4 separate regions of the Mus musculus genome follow, and all the other regions are linked to region 1. Evidence: chromatin contacts called from public ChIA-PET and HiChIP or PLAC-seq data. All regions are on one chromosome and are shown on one strand. Each heading gives the region's core, a stretch centred on a gene start, on an enhancer-like site or on the middle of the called end of the contact. The rest is flanking DNA. Distances are from core to core; before and after follow the strand shown.

The links. ChIA-PET counts read pairs in DNA pulled down with a chosen protein or histone mark. HiChIP or PLAC-seq counts read pairs in DNA pulled down with a chosen protein or histone mark.
Region 2: an RNA polymerase II ChIA-PET map of memory CD8 T cells shows a contact between it and region 1, with 51 read pairs. The contact joins the promoter of Mir22hg here to the enhancer-like site in region 1. A contact is called at or near these places in 3 of 39 promoter capture datasets (cranial neural crest, hippocampal neurons and neural stem cells), 1 of 484 Hi-C or Micro-C datasets (cardiomyocytes) and 4 of 115 datasets of contacts at active chromatin or transcription factors (bone marrow-derived macrophages, double positive thymocytes, heart atrium and 1 more).
Region 3: a contact with region 1 is called in an H3K27ac HiChIP or PLAC-seq map of large pre-B cells, with 2.5 times the contacts expected there. The contact joins two enhancer-like sites. A contact is called at or near these places in 2 of 115 datasets of contacts at active chromatin or transcription factors (embryonic stem cells and large pre-B cells).
Region 4: an H3K27ac HiChIP or PLAC-seq map of double positive thymocytes shows a contact between it and region 1, with 2.0 times the contacts expected there. The contact joins two enhancer-like sites. A contact is called at or near these places in 2 of 115 datasets of contacts at active chromatin or transcription factors (double positive thymocytes and embryonic stem cells).

Annotation. Positions count from the first base shown.
Region 1 is chr11:75,011,832-75,014,459 of GRCm38.p6, forward strand. All of the region lies in intron 10 of Smg6 (Smg-6 homolog, nonsense mediated mRNA decay factor (C. elegans)), which reads left to right. Among named protein-coding and RNA genes, the nearest start is that of Srr, 87 kb to the left of the region's middle. Within about 2 kb of position 1,325, at least 205 of the 459 cell types and tissues checked have an H3K27ac peak or open chromatin away from gene starts, as enhancers often do. A contact at or near this core is called in cardiomyocytes, double positive thymocytes, heart atrium and 3 more, where this site is marked.
Region 2 is chr11:75,460,256-75,462,883 of GRCm38.p6, forward strand. Mir22hg (Mir22 host gene (non-protein coding)) reads left to right here and starts at 1,284. Exons shown (of 3, transcript NR_030711.1): 1 at 1,284-1,500.
Region 3 is chr11:75,408,565-75,411,192 of GRCm38.p6, forward strand. It overlaps Serpinf1 (serine (or cysteine) peptidase inhibitor, clade F, member 1), which reads right to left. Exons shown (of 8, transcript NM_011340.3): 7 at 2,270-2,480; 8 at 1,465-1,829. The coding sequence ends at 1,570. Among named protein-coding and RNA genes, the nearest start is that of Serpinf1, 13 kb to the right of the region's middle. Within about 2 kb of position 1,302, at least 56 of the 459 cell types and tissues checked have an H3K27ac peak or open chromatin away from gene starts, as enhancers often do.
Region 4 is chr11:75,317,820-75,320,447 of GRCm38.p6, forward strand. It overlaps Rpa1 (replication protein A1), which reads right to left. Exons shown (of 17, transcript NM_026653.2): 6 at 593-712. Among named protein-coding and RNA genes, the nearest start is that of Rpa1, 29 kb to the right of the region's middle. Within about 2 kb of position 1,317, at least 33 of the 459 cell types and tissues checked have an H3K27ac peak or open chromatin away from gene starts, as enhancers often do. A contact at or near this core is called in double positive thymocytes, where this site is marked.

The DNA.
Region 1 (2,628 bases), core at 75-2,574:
TATAGCCTTATCTATAGCCTTGTAGACCTTACATCGGTTTACTTGAGCAGACAGTAAGTATAACAAGAGCTTGCTATACTCATTGGTTGGTTTTCATTTATTAGTATGGGGGAGTGTGTGACATTGATGTACAGGTGGGGGGACAACTTTGGAGGGGATTCTGTCCTCCCACTTTCATGTGGGCTCTGGGAATTGGTTGGTTTTCATATATTATTATGGGGGAGTGTGTGACATTGATGTACAGGGGTCAGGCTTGCATCACAAGAACCTTTATCCTCTGAGCCATCTTTGCTGACCTCATATTGGTAATTTCTTGTTTGTATTTGCATTTTTAAAATTATTTACTCCTACCTCCAGCATGATTACAGAGACAGATGAACTGAAGTGGTGAGGGAGTGAAGAAAAGATAGACATATAGACACATGTACAGGAAAGCTGGGGTAAGGTGGTCCTGGGTATTTCTGATGGAGAAATCACAGCACCCAGAAGTTATCGTGCATATATAGATTTGAATGGGGAGGTTGGGTTATTATGTACAGCTGAACAAGGCCATTACACAGAGATAAACCAGGAGGCAGGGTTTACGGTATACAAATAGATCAAGGAGACATGATTAGCCAATCTTGGTAGGAACAGGTATCTTTGTAGGTAGGGGAGCAGTCATCAATCAGGCTGTAAACATCACAGGAAGGGAGCTCTGGTGAACAGTTTCTGCAGCTGATATAAGTATCCACATTCAGACCCCTGAGGAAGGCTTTGCTATTTCCCTCTGACCTTCACCTTCAGCTCCTGCCCTTGGGAGTGGGGGAATTTACCATATTCTAATTAGTCTGAGGTCTTTGACATAGCCAGTTTATGTCAACAATACAACATTCTTAGGGTTTCTTCTACTCTCCACAATTTATTTATTTATTTATTTATTTATTTGTGTGTGAATATATATGCATGTGTGGAAACCAGAAGATACTGGATCTTCAGAGGTGGAGTTACCGTAGTTTTTGGGTCACCTGGTTTGTTATGTAGTGTTGGGCTCTGAGATCCAGTCTCATGATTCCCAGTGCTCTTTAACCCAGTCTGATCTGTTGGGGGGACTGGAGCAGATCTTGCCTTGGTGATATCTGTTCTCAGCATTTTGACCTTCTTCTTGTCCCCTAAAGACAGCAGTGTGTTACTGAGAGAGGGAAATACGTCTGTGTGCTAGTCCTTTAAGAGAAAACCTAGCGGAAGTGATGTGCAGAGAACATCTGCACTTGGGGCTGAGTGGGGAAAGCGAGATGCGCTGCAGCTGGTGTAAGGCCCTGGCAGGCTGAGGCGCTGCTGTCTGTTGGGGTTTACTTCTGTCTACATTGAAACATGGCTTGGGAGGGGGTGGTGGCCTGCCGCCAGCCTCAGTTAGCCTGCCCTCCTCTTTCCTCCTCACCCACTTCCCCCAGCCTCCCCTCCCTCATGCTTTAAAGTCACATTTCCAGGCCAGACGTAGAATTAATCTCTGGGCACTTCACATTGCTGGCAGCTGAAAGCAGGATGTGGGATTTTTTTTTCTTTCTTTCTTTTTTTTTTCCTCTCTCTTTCTCTCTGTGTCTTGGCTGACTTTTTTACCTCTCGAAGAATTTGGAAGGCCGTGAGATTCCCCCCCCCCCCCCAAAGTACTGTGGAGTTTTTCAGCTTGCTGATCACCCTGCTGCGGCTTCACCCTAATAGACTTCATATGTTGATGCAGTTGACATCAGTATCAAACTATTTTACATGTGATCTGGTGTATTTCCTGAGGAAATCTGCAAGATATTTATTAAGAACTAATAAAATAAACCTCTCCATGAGTTTTTAGGTAGTTTTCAATTTTTCATGTCGCTCTCGTTTCCTCTTATCAATGAGTTGCTATTTTCTCTCTCTACTCTGACCATTGCAAAAGGAAACAAAAATAAATGTTTTAAACTGTTCCTGAAGGGACAGGAGAGAATAGTTCTGCCATGATGTATCAGCTAGGGCTGTATTTTTAGTGCAGCATTGTAGAAACTAAAAATATCCTGTTATAGTGGATCCTTTTTATAGGTCTCTTTTGCTCTGTCTCGTTCTCTGTGTGTGTGTGTATGTGTGTGTTTATAATGTTGTAAGCACAAGTGCCTTTGTGCATCAGCAGCCGCTCTTCTCATTACAGCTGGACTCCATTAGTCCTTGAAAATTAATGTAATCCTAGTTAAGAAAAAAATTAATTACTCTACCAGAGCTGTGTTTCATCCAAAGCTAGTGTTAGCTCCCTAGCTGGCAGCTTAGTTTGAGAGGCTCCAGGGACCCATGGAGTTGTGGCTTTGGTATCATAGCATTTGCTGCTGTGTTTTTCCTGTTGAGAGCATTCCTCACTTCTTAAGGGTTACACATGTGGCATGCAGAGTGACTGCAGACCCCTCTGCCTCTGTGAATTACTGTTCCCGTCTGGTCATCCCCAGAAGGAATGTCCACCACAGGCTTAACTCACCTGCCTCTGCTGGTTTTCTTCCTGGGTTTCTTTATGACAGAGTTGTTTTCTCATGTGCCCTGCAGAAGAAAAAAACCTTTGTGAAAGTCTTAAGAGGTGGGCAAAATCTGCCAAGGAGAAGTCTGTGTGGATGATTAAGAATGACAGTCACA
Region 2 (2,628 bases), core at 34-2,533, 450 kb after region 1:
CTTAAAGACACAATATTCTGAACGTTGAACTCAGGATTTGAAGCAAGCCCAGCAGTCACCTTAGTGGAGCCCATACTTAATTTAACACAGAAGCGGCTATCTCAGGCTTCCCTCTCATTTCTTTGTCTCAGATGCTCTCACTTAGAAAGCTTAGATGCTCTTAGAAATGACTCAAAAGTCAAGAACCCCAGGCCACAAGTTTCTCTTTGGGGGTGGGGAGGGAGTGAAGAGGTGGTCCCAGTCTTGTCCCTTTAAATAAGCAATTCAGCAGCTTTTGCCAAGTCATTGGGTTCATTTCGGTTTTTGCCCATCCCCCGCCTTTCAGACTCTGATTGGCCCCTAGGGAAGGAGCCGCCTCTTCATTGGTCTCCACCTTTGAAATCACTTCCCTAAGTAGGCCTGAGTCAGAGAAGCGTTTCGGAGGGCGGGACTGAATGGGTGTTAATCTTAGAACCGGGTTTCTGGTTGATACTACTTTGGTAAAGATCTTCCCCTAATTTTTAAAAAGACGCTTCCTCTCTAAAAGTGAGGGCGAATCCTTTGTTAAGAACGTGCCCCTTGAGAAGCCGTGGGCTCTTCAGCGACTAAGACGAGACATTCACTAGAAAAGATTTCACTAAACCCACGAGGGATAGACTAGACCTCCAGTGAAGATTGGGCCTGTGCGGGTGACATTTGTCCCTATACCCCGAAGACCTCGAGCTAGCTCTCCAGTGAAGACTGGGGCCGTGCGAGTGACAGTGGTCCCTATACCCCGAAAAAAAAAAAGTCCTATTTGTGGAAAAAAAAAAAGACTTCGGGTGTTCTGCTGCATCGGTGGCTGGCTTCCATCTTTAGTTCTACTCACTCCTGTTGCTTCGCGTGCTCCACCTTCGCTTAGCTCAGGCCTCCTGTGAATCAGTTTTGAGGCTAAAAGAAGTTCCAAGAAGGAGGGGCTGTAGCCCTTTAAGGACTTCCCCGCGACCGAGTCAGAGATCAGTTTAAAAATGCCAACTCACAGAGCGCGCTGCATTCTGGGAAGCTGAGTGTCACCGTAAGAACTTCATTGACCGGAATGCACTGCAAAAATACACGCCTATACTTCCTTCTGCTCTTTAAACTGTAGTTTGACGTAAAGCTGGTCTAAGCAAGTCGCCTAGGCCGAGGGTTAGCCACACCTTTTCAGCCATTGGCCAGTTGGTTAGTTGGTAGGCGTGGCTTAGAGAAGCTCCTCCAGGCAAGGGGGTGGCCTCCTTGCCAATCAGAGCCCAGACGCCTGAATGGGCGGGAGTAAGCAGAGGTGCTGGCGCCCCCGAGTGGGTGTGGTCACGTTGCCCAGCAATGGGCGGTGATTGGCCCTGGGTGGTTCATTCGCAGCTCGTGCGTCACGACGCCGCCAGCTGATCGGAGACTGGAGCCGGTGTGTGCTGGGCGCTGGGAAGAGACAGAGCGGTCGGCCGTGCGGACAGGTCGCAGTGATTTTGCTCCTCTGTCCACAGCAACCCCCGCACCCAGCATCAGGTGGGTGTGATCTGGGGACCCGGTCATCCCGGGGGGAACCGCGGTAACCGGGTGATGGGGAAAGTAGGGTCCTGACGGCCACACCCTGCCCTTCTGGGGGAGGGGAGAGGGGGCGGCGGGGACAGGGGCGCTCTTGGGAGAGGAGCCTGGACTCTCCCGAGTAGTGTGTCTGGACGTTTAAAGAGAGAGTCCCGGACAGGAGTCGTGGCAGAAGGTTTGGAGAAGTAACTGGGGAGGAATATGAGAGGCCAGAGGGCCGGGGGCGTCTAACCCCGACGCCCTTTGGTTTGAGGATGCCCGAGCTGACCATTTAGCCTAGGGAGGATCTGGACGAGCGAGGGGTGCGGAGGTGCATTGCCTCTACCGGCGCTGACTGGGTCAGGGCCAGTTCAAGTCCCTGGCAGGGAAGGGGTCGCTGGGCGGTCCGGCCCCTCCTCTCGTTCCCTCCCGGGGATGTTATGTAAGGGGGGAGGGGAAAGGAGTAGGGGGCGGCGGTGCGGAGGCCTTATGCAACCCAAAGGTTAGGGTTTCACCGCGGGTTGGGCGGAGGTTGGGGGGGCGGACAGGAGGAGTGCCTGGAAACTCTACCCGCACCCCCCCTCCCAGCCTAACTGGCTGTCTTGGACAGAGAGAAGGTCACCTTTGCACCTCCCCCCTAGTATGTCCGGTAGAGAGGCCCCTAGCCCGGGCTTGGCCTGACTGCCTGGGAAGCCGGCTGGCTGGGTGGGGCGCCTGGGTTAGTCATCGCTGGGCTCCCTCTCTCCCCACCTCCTGGCCAACTCTTGGCCCCTCCCCACGGCCTCCGGTTAGGCTAACGTTCCCACCTCCCTCTGGCCCTAGTTTCAGTCTCCAACTCATTTGGCCTGTCACCCTGGCTGTTAGAGTAGGCTAGAAGCTGTCATGGTGCCAGAGAGTTGATGGAGCAGCTGGTCAGAGGGTCAGTGCCCTGGGCCCACCCCGCCCCGCAGCCAAGGGCACCTGCTTGGCACAAACTCTCAGCAGCCAGTGAACCCTGTGGCCTGAACAGAGCTATCCTGGGCAGAGAGAAGTGGACAGAGACTGATCACCTAGGAGAAGGAAGATCCGACAAAGTTTATACTTCCCAAGAGGCTTTTGGAATTTGAAAGT
Region 3 (2,628 bases), core at 52-2,551, 400 kb after region 1:
TGGCTCAGTGAGAAAAGATACTTGTCATACAAGCCTAGCAACCCTCAATTTTCAGTGGCCACTAAAGGTGGAAGGAGAGAACCAACTCCAAAGAATTGTCTCCTGACAGTTTTATGCTGTGGTACACACACACGCACACACACACTTGTTACATGCATATGCATACAATTAATAATTTAAAATGTTATGTGTATGGGTGTTTTGCCTACATGCATATCTTTCTGTGCACCACATGTGTGCAATGCCTGTGAAGGCTAGAAGAGGACATCAGATCCCCTCGGAGTTACACAGGGTTGTTAGCTACCATGTGGATTCTGGGAACAAAACCATGGGTTTTCCAAAAGAGGCTCTTAATCACTGAGCCATCTCTCCATCCCCTCAATAGTATATATTTCTGGGGCTGGAGAGATGGCTCAGAGGTTAAGAGTATTGACTGCTCTTCCAGAGGTTCTGAGTTCAATTCCCAGCAACCACATGGTGGCTCACAACCATCTGTAATGGAATCTGATGCCCTCTTCTGCTGTGTCTGAAGACAGCTGCAGTGTACTCATATACATAAAGTAAATAAATAAACCTTTTTTTTTTTTGTTTTGTTTTTTTTGTTTTTCGAGACAGGGAGACAGGGTTTCTCTGTATAGCCCTGGCTGTCCTGAAACTCGCTCTGTAGACCAGGCTGGCCTTGAACTCAGAAATCCGCCTGCCTCTGCCTCCCAAGTGCTGGGATTCAGGGTTTGCGCCACCGCCACCACCTCCAAGGCTGCTGCTGCGGCCACCACCACCCCACCACCACACTACCTGACTATTTAACTTTTAAAGGCAGCCATCTCATGGAAAATGACACCTAGCATTGTCCTCTGGTCCCTACATGACCCCATGTGCAAACACATACCTGCATAAACACACATAAATACATAAGTAAACTTAGTCTGGTTGTTTTGGAAATGTGCTATGGTTTGGATTGTGTCCCCCCAAGGGAAAAATTGGGTCCCAGAGTAGTACTATTGGAAGAGAGTAGAACTGTTAGGGTTTAGGCCTGGTGGGAAGTGGCCATGGCTAGAGAGACATGCCAACCAAGGGGAATCTCTGGCTTCATCTTTTCCCTTTGCTTTCAGGTCCTAAGACAGTCACAAGGCTGCTTCACCACATGCCCAGAAGCAAGGGGAGCAGTCATGGCTGGGACCGCTAATGCAGCTGTTGATTTCCCCAGATATTTGTAGTAGTAAGAGACAGGTGAGGAACCCCACAGCAAGTGTTAGTAATTGTGTGTGGAGGTGCCCTCCGGGGACGGGGGCCCTCCTGGGGCAGGACGTTCCTCTTCCTCATCCACCTGCACTCCGAGAACAGGAAATGGTGACTTTGGCAGAGCTTAAGCAGAGCCCGTTCATGTTACAAGTATGTAAATTCATAAGGACCAGTTTCTCTCCATATGAAACAGCTTCAAACAGGAGAAGGAAGAAGCAAACATTAAGGAAAAGCTCTTTTATTGCAGAGGCTACACTGAAGCTACCGGCCGCCTTCCTGGAATGTATAATCAGCTTCCCTCTGGGGGTTCTGTAGAGCACTGAGACATTAAGTACTACTGGGGTCCAGGATTCTGCCTATGAAGAGGAGGGCCCCCGTGTCCGTGTCCCTCAGAACAAAGAGGAAAGGTTGGTTAAGGTGATAGTCTAGCGGGAAGGTGAGGCGGACGGGCTGGAGGCCTGGGCTGGGGCTGCTTCCTGCCCCCTCTTCATTCCACTCGAAAGCAGCCCTGTGTTCCACTTGGGTGAGCTTCACGGGTTTGCCAGTAATCTTGCTGAAGTCGGGTGATTCAAACAACGACTGTAGCTCTGTGGAGATTCAGAGATTCCATTAACACCACACACACACACACACACACACACACACACACACTCCCTGTTTGTGTAGGCTGATTTTCAAGAAAGCAAGCTAGAAGTGGAGTACCTCACAGTGACTTGTGAGCTATGAGGCACTCTGTGACAGGCTCAGTGACCTACCTGAGAACTTATAGCCAAGATGGCTGAAGCCAGACCTGGCCTGAGAGAATGTTTTGGGCTGTTATAGGACACATAGAGATACACACACACACAACACACACACACACCAAGGACTGAGTCTAATGGGAGGTGGTTCTTCATTCCCCTCCCCTGTAATGGTGTCACATGTTCCCTGAGCCACCCTACAAAGAAAGCCACAGGACTCAGTTCTGTCAGCAAGGTGGCAGGCTCCAAGACTCAGCCCCGAGCGCAAAGTGGCCTTGCAAACATACTCATGTCCTGCAGAGACTTGGTAAGTTCGCCTTCGAAGCTCAGCTTCAGCTTGGGGACAGTCAGCACAGCTTGGATAGTCTTCAGTTCTCGGTCGATGTCATGAATGAACTCAGAGGTGAGGCTCTCTTCTATCATGGTCAAGTTCTGGGTCACGGTCAGGGGCAGGAAGAAGATGATGCTCATACTTCCTGTCAAGGGCAGCTGGGCAATCTAACCCAACAGAGATGCGCACAGGTTAGTTGTGAGCCAGAAAAAACAAAACAAACAAACAAAAAAACACCAACAGCTGCCTTCCCCTCTGCTGTAACGGGGCCCCAGCCTTGTGCTCCCCAGCCTCAGCCTGGGCTGTAGGCTACTG
Region 4 (2,628 bases), core at 67-2,566, 310 kb after region 1:
TGGGGAAAGGTGGGGATTTAAAAGAAATTTCACAAAAAGGCACAGAATGTAAGGTGAAAGCGAGCGACTACCAGATAAAGCATCAACTAAGAGGAGTCAGGAACAGTGTATTTTAACTACCTTTATAAAAAAAATACTCGGGCTGGTGAGATGGCTCAGCGGTTAAGAGCACCGACTGCTCTTCCAATGGTCCTGAGTTCAAATCCCAACAACCACATGGTGGCTCACAACCATCCATAACAAAATCTGATACGGTCTTCTGGAGTGTCTGAAGGCAGCTACAAGTGTACTTACATATAATAAGTAAATAAATAAATAAGTATTAAAAAATATGCAATAATTGGAATTATTCTTTGCAATTCTACTATGAATGGAGTTTTTGTTCCTGTTGTTTGTTTTCCGAGCCTGTTTCATGTAATCCAAACTGGCCTGGAACCTGCTAAATAGTGGAAGATGACCTTGAACTTCTGATTCCCCTGTCTCCACCTCCCAAGTGCTGGCCTAGGCTACTCTGCCTGACTCAGGCTCAGTGAATTTTCAAACACTGCTTCAACCTTGACCCCTAACTTCCATCTCTTGGGTCCCATCTTACCCATTCCCAGACTCCCATTCTGTGGCTGGGGCTTGCTGGCTGGTGGTGTCGCTGCAGAGGCTGGGGAAGGGACTGCTTGCTGCTGCTGCTGCTGCTGCTGCTGCTGCTGCTGCCCATATCCTGGAGATCAAAACAGGCCAATTCAGTGCAAACCCAGTCAAGAGATTTCAACACCAGCAGTAAATACCTTAGGAAAACCCACCTTTGGCTCTTAGAGGAGCAGACTGCACCACGCTGCACACCCTGTGTCTGCAAAGGGCTCACTTTTTTGTCTGCGCATAGTAAAGACTGGTTCCATTTCCCTTTCAACTGTTTAGAATTGACAGCTTTCAGTTTTAATGAGGTTCTCCCTGAAGCCTTGCCCATTTCTCCTTCAAGAACCTGCAGTAAAGTCACTGGGCTCAATCTGTGATACTACCACTATTTCCATAGCAACAAATCGATGTCATCAACAGGACGGTGTGTTCGTGGCAGGATCCATTAGAAGAGAAAGCAGGGTGGTAAGGAAAACCTAAAAGCAGTTCAATTGTCTCTCAAGTGCTTTGGCTTCAAAGGAAAAGGAGACGTTTACAAAGGGTTCTACCCTTTCCCCCAAACAAAGCAACCTTATTTTGCAACTGACAGCTGGTGGAAAATATGAGTTGAAAGAGTCTCAGGTACCGTGAAGTGCTAGTGAACTGTCACAGCAGGGAGAGATGAGAACAGAGTTCAGAAGCAGCCGTGTCAAGGCAACAGGGAGATAAAAAGGAGGGGGACCGAGCACGCTTCTAAAGCAGCAAATAAGACGCGCCACCCTGTCGGAGTGTGTATTTGCCCTTCACCCTTTATACAAATGTTTACCAAGTTGAAGAATGTTAACATTGTAAATTGCCTACCACTATTTCTAAAATAACGAGTTTATGGGGTTTGATTTTACTTCTGTGATTGGCTCTGAAGGCTGAAGCCAGCCTCGTTTAGGCTGCTCACCTGGAGTGCTTGTAGATGACAAAGGCAGCTAAAAAAAAAAAAATGTCCCAGAGCTCCTGAAACACTAAAACTGGTGCGCACAGGCAGGAAGTCTCCCTTGCCACTGAGGCTCTCCCTTCTCCAACTGTAAGTTCTAACTCCTGCTGGGCCTCCTGAGGTCCCAACTCACCGGGCATGCTACATGCCCATGGAATTCATTTTTGGCAAAATTACTCTTAAGTAGCTCAAGGAATGAGACGTAATTGTGTTGCTGGAGACAAATACATTCAGCACAAAGTTGAGAAGATTAAATAGAATTGATTATGCTTTAGTTCATCCTACAGAGAGAAAAAGTGAGACACCTATTTACATAGGAGAGGGGCCCAGGCTACTGACAATGAGCCCTTCCTTTACAGCTCAGCCTTCCCATTATCACTCAACTCAGACACCCAGCCCAGTTCAGTCTATGTGAAGCATTTTTAAAATCAGCAAGAGAAAGGTGAGTTGCTCAGTAGTACACTGAAGGAAAGTAGAAATGAGCACACAGTGACCTGCTGCATAAGACACAGTTTAAAAGGTGACCTATCTTCCAGCGAAGTTCTTGCCTTCTTTAAAAAGAATGTGGTATTTGCTGGTATGTGCACCTCACGAAGGTGCTTGCAGCTATGTGGAGGGCAGAGACCATCCTGAGGGAATCGGGTCTCCTTCCACCAGAGTCCTAGGGATGGCACAAAGGCACCGGGCTTGACAGATGCCTTTACCTGCTGAGCCCTTTCCCCAGCCTCTCCTTTTCTACAGTCTCCAAATTACCTGAGGTAGGAGCCTCATTCTCAGAACCATTTCTGCTGCGCATGTCTGACTGAACTGGATATGGTCACTCGACTCAATTTCTATAAAAAGATAACTGAGGAGCCGGCTTGGTTGGTAGAGAAAACATAAAGACCCGAGTTTTGTTCCCACATGGGGCGTGCGTGCTAGAGAGGTGAGGACGGACTAGGCAGGGAGCAGAGGTAGGCAGATCCCAGGCCTCAATAGCCAGGCAGCCCAACCTGAGCTCTAAGTTCAGTAAGGGAGCCTGTAACCACAGAAGA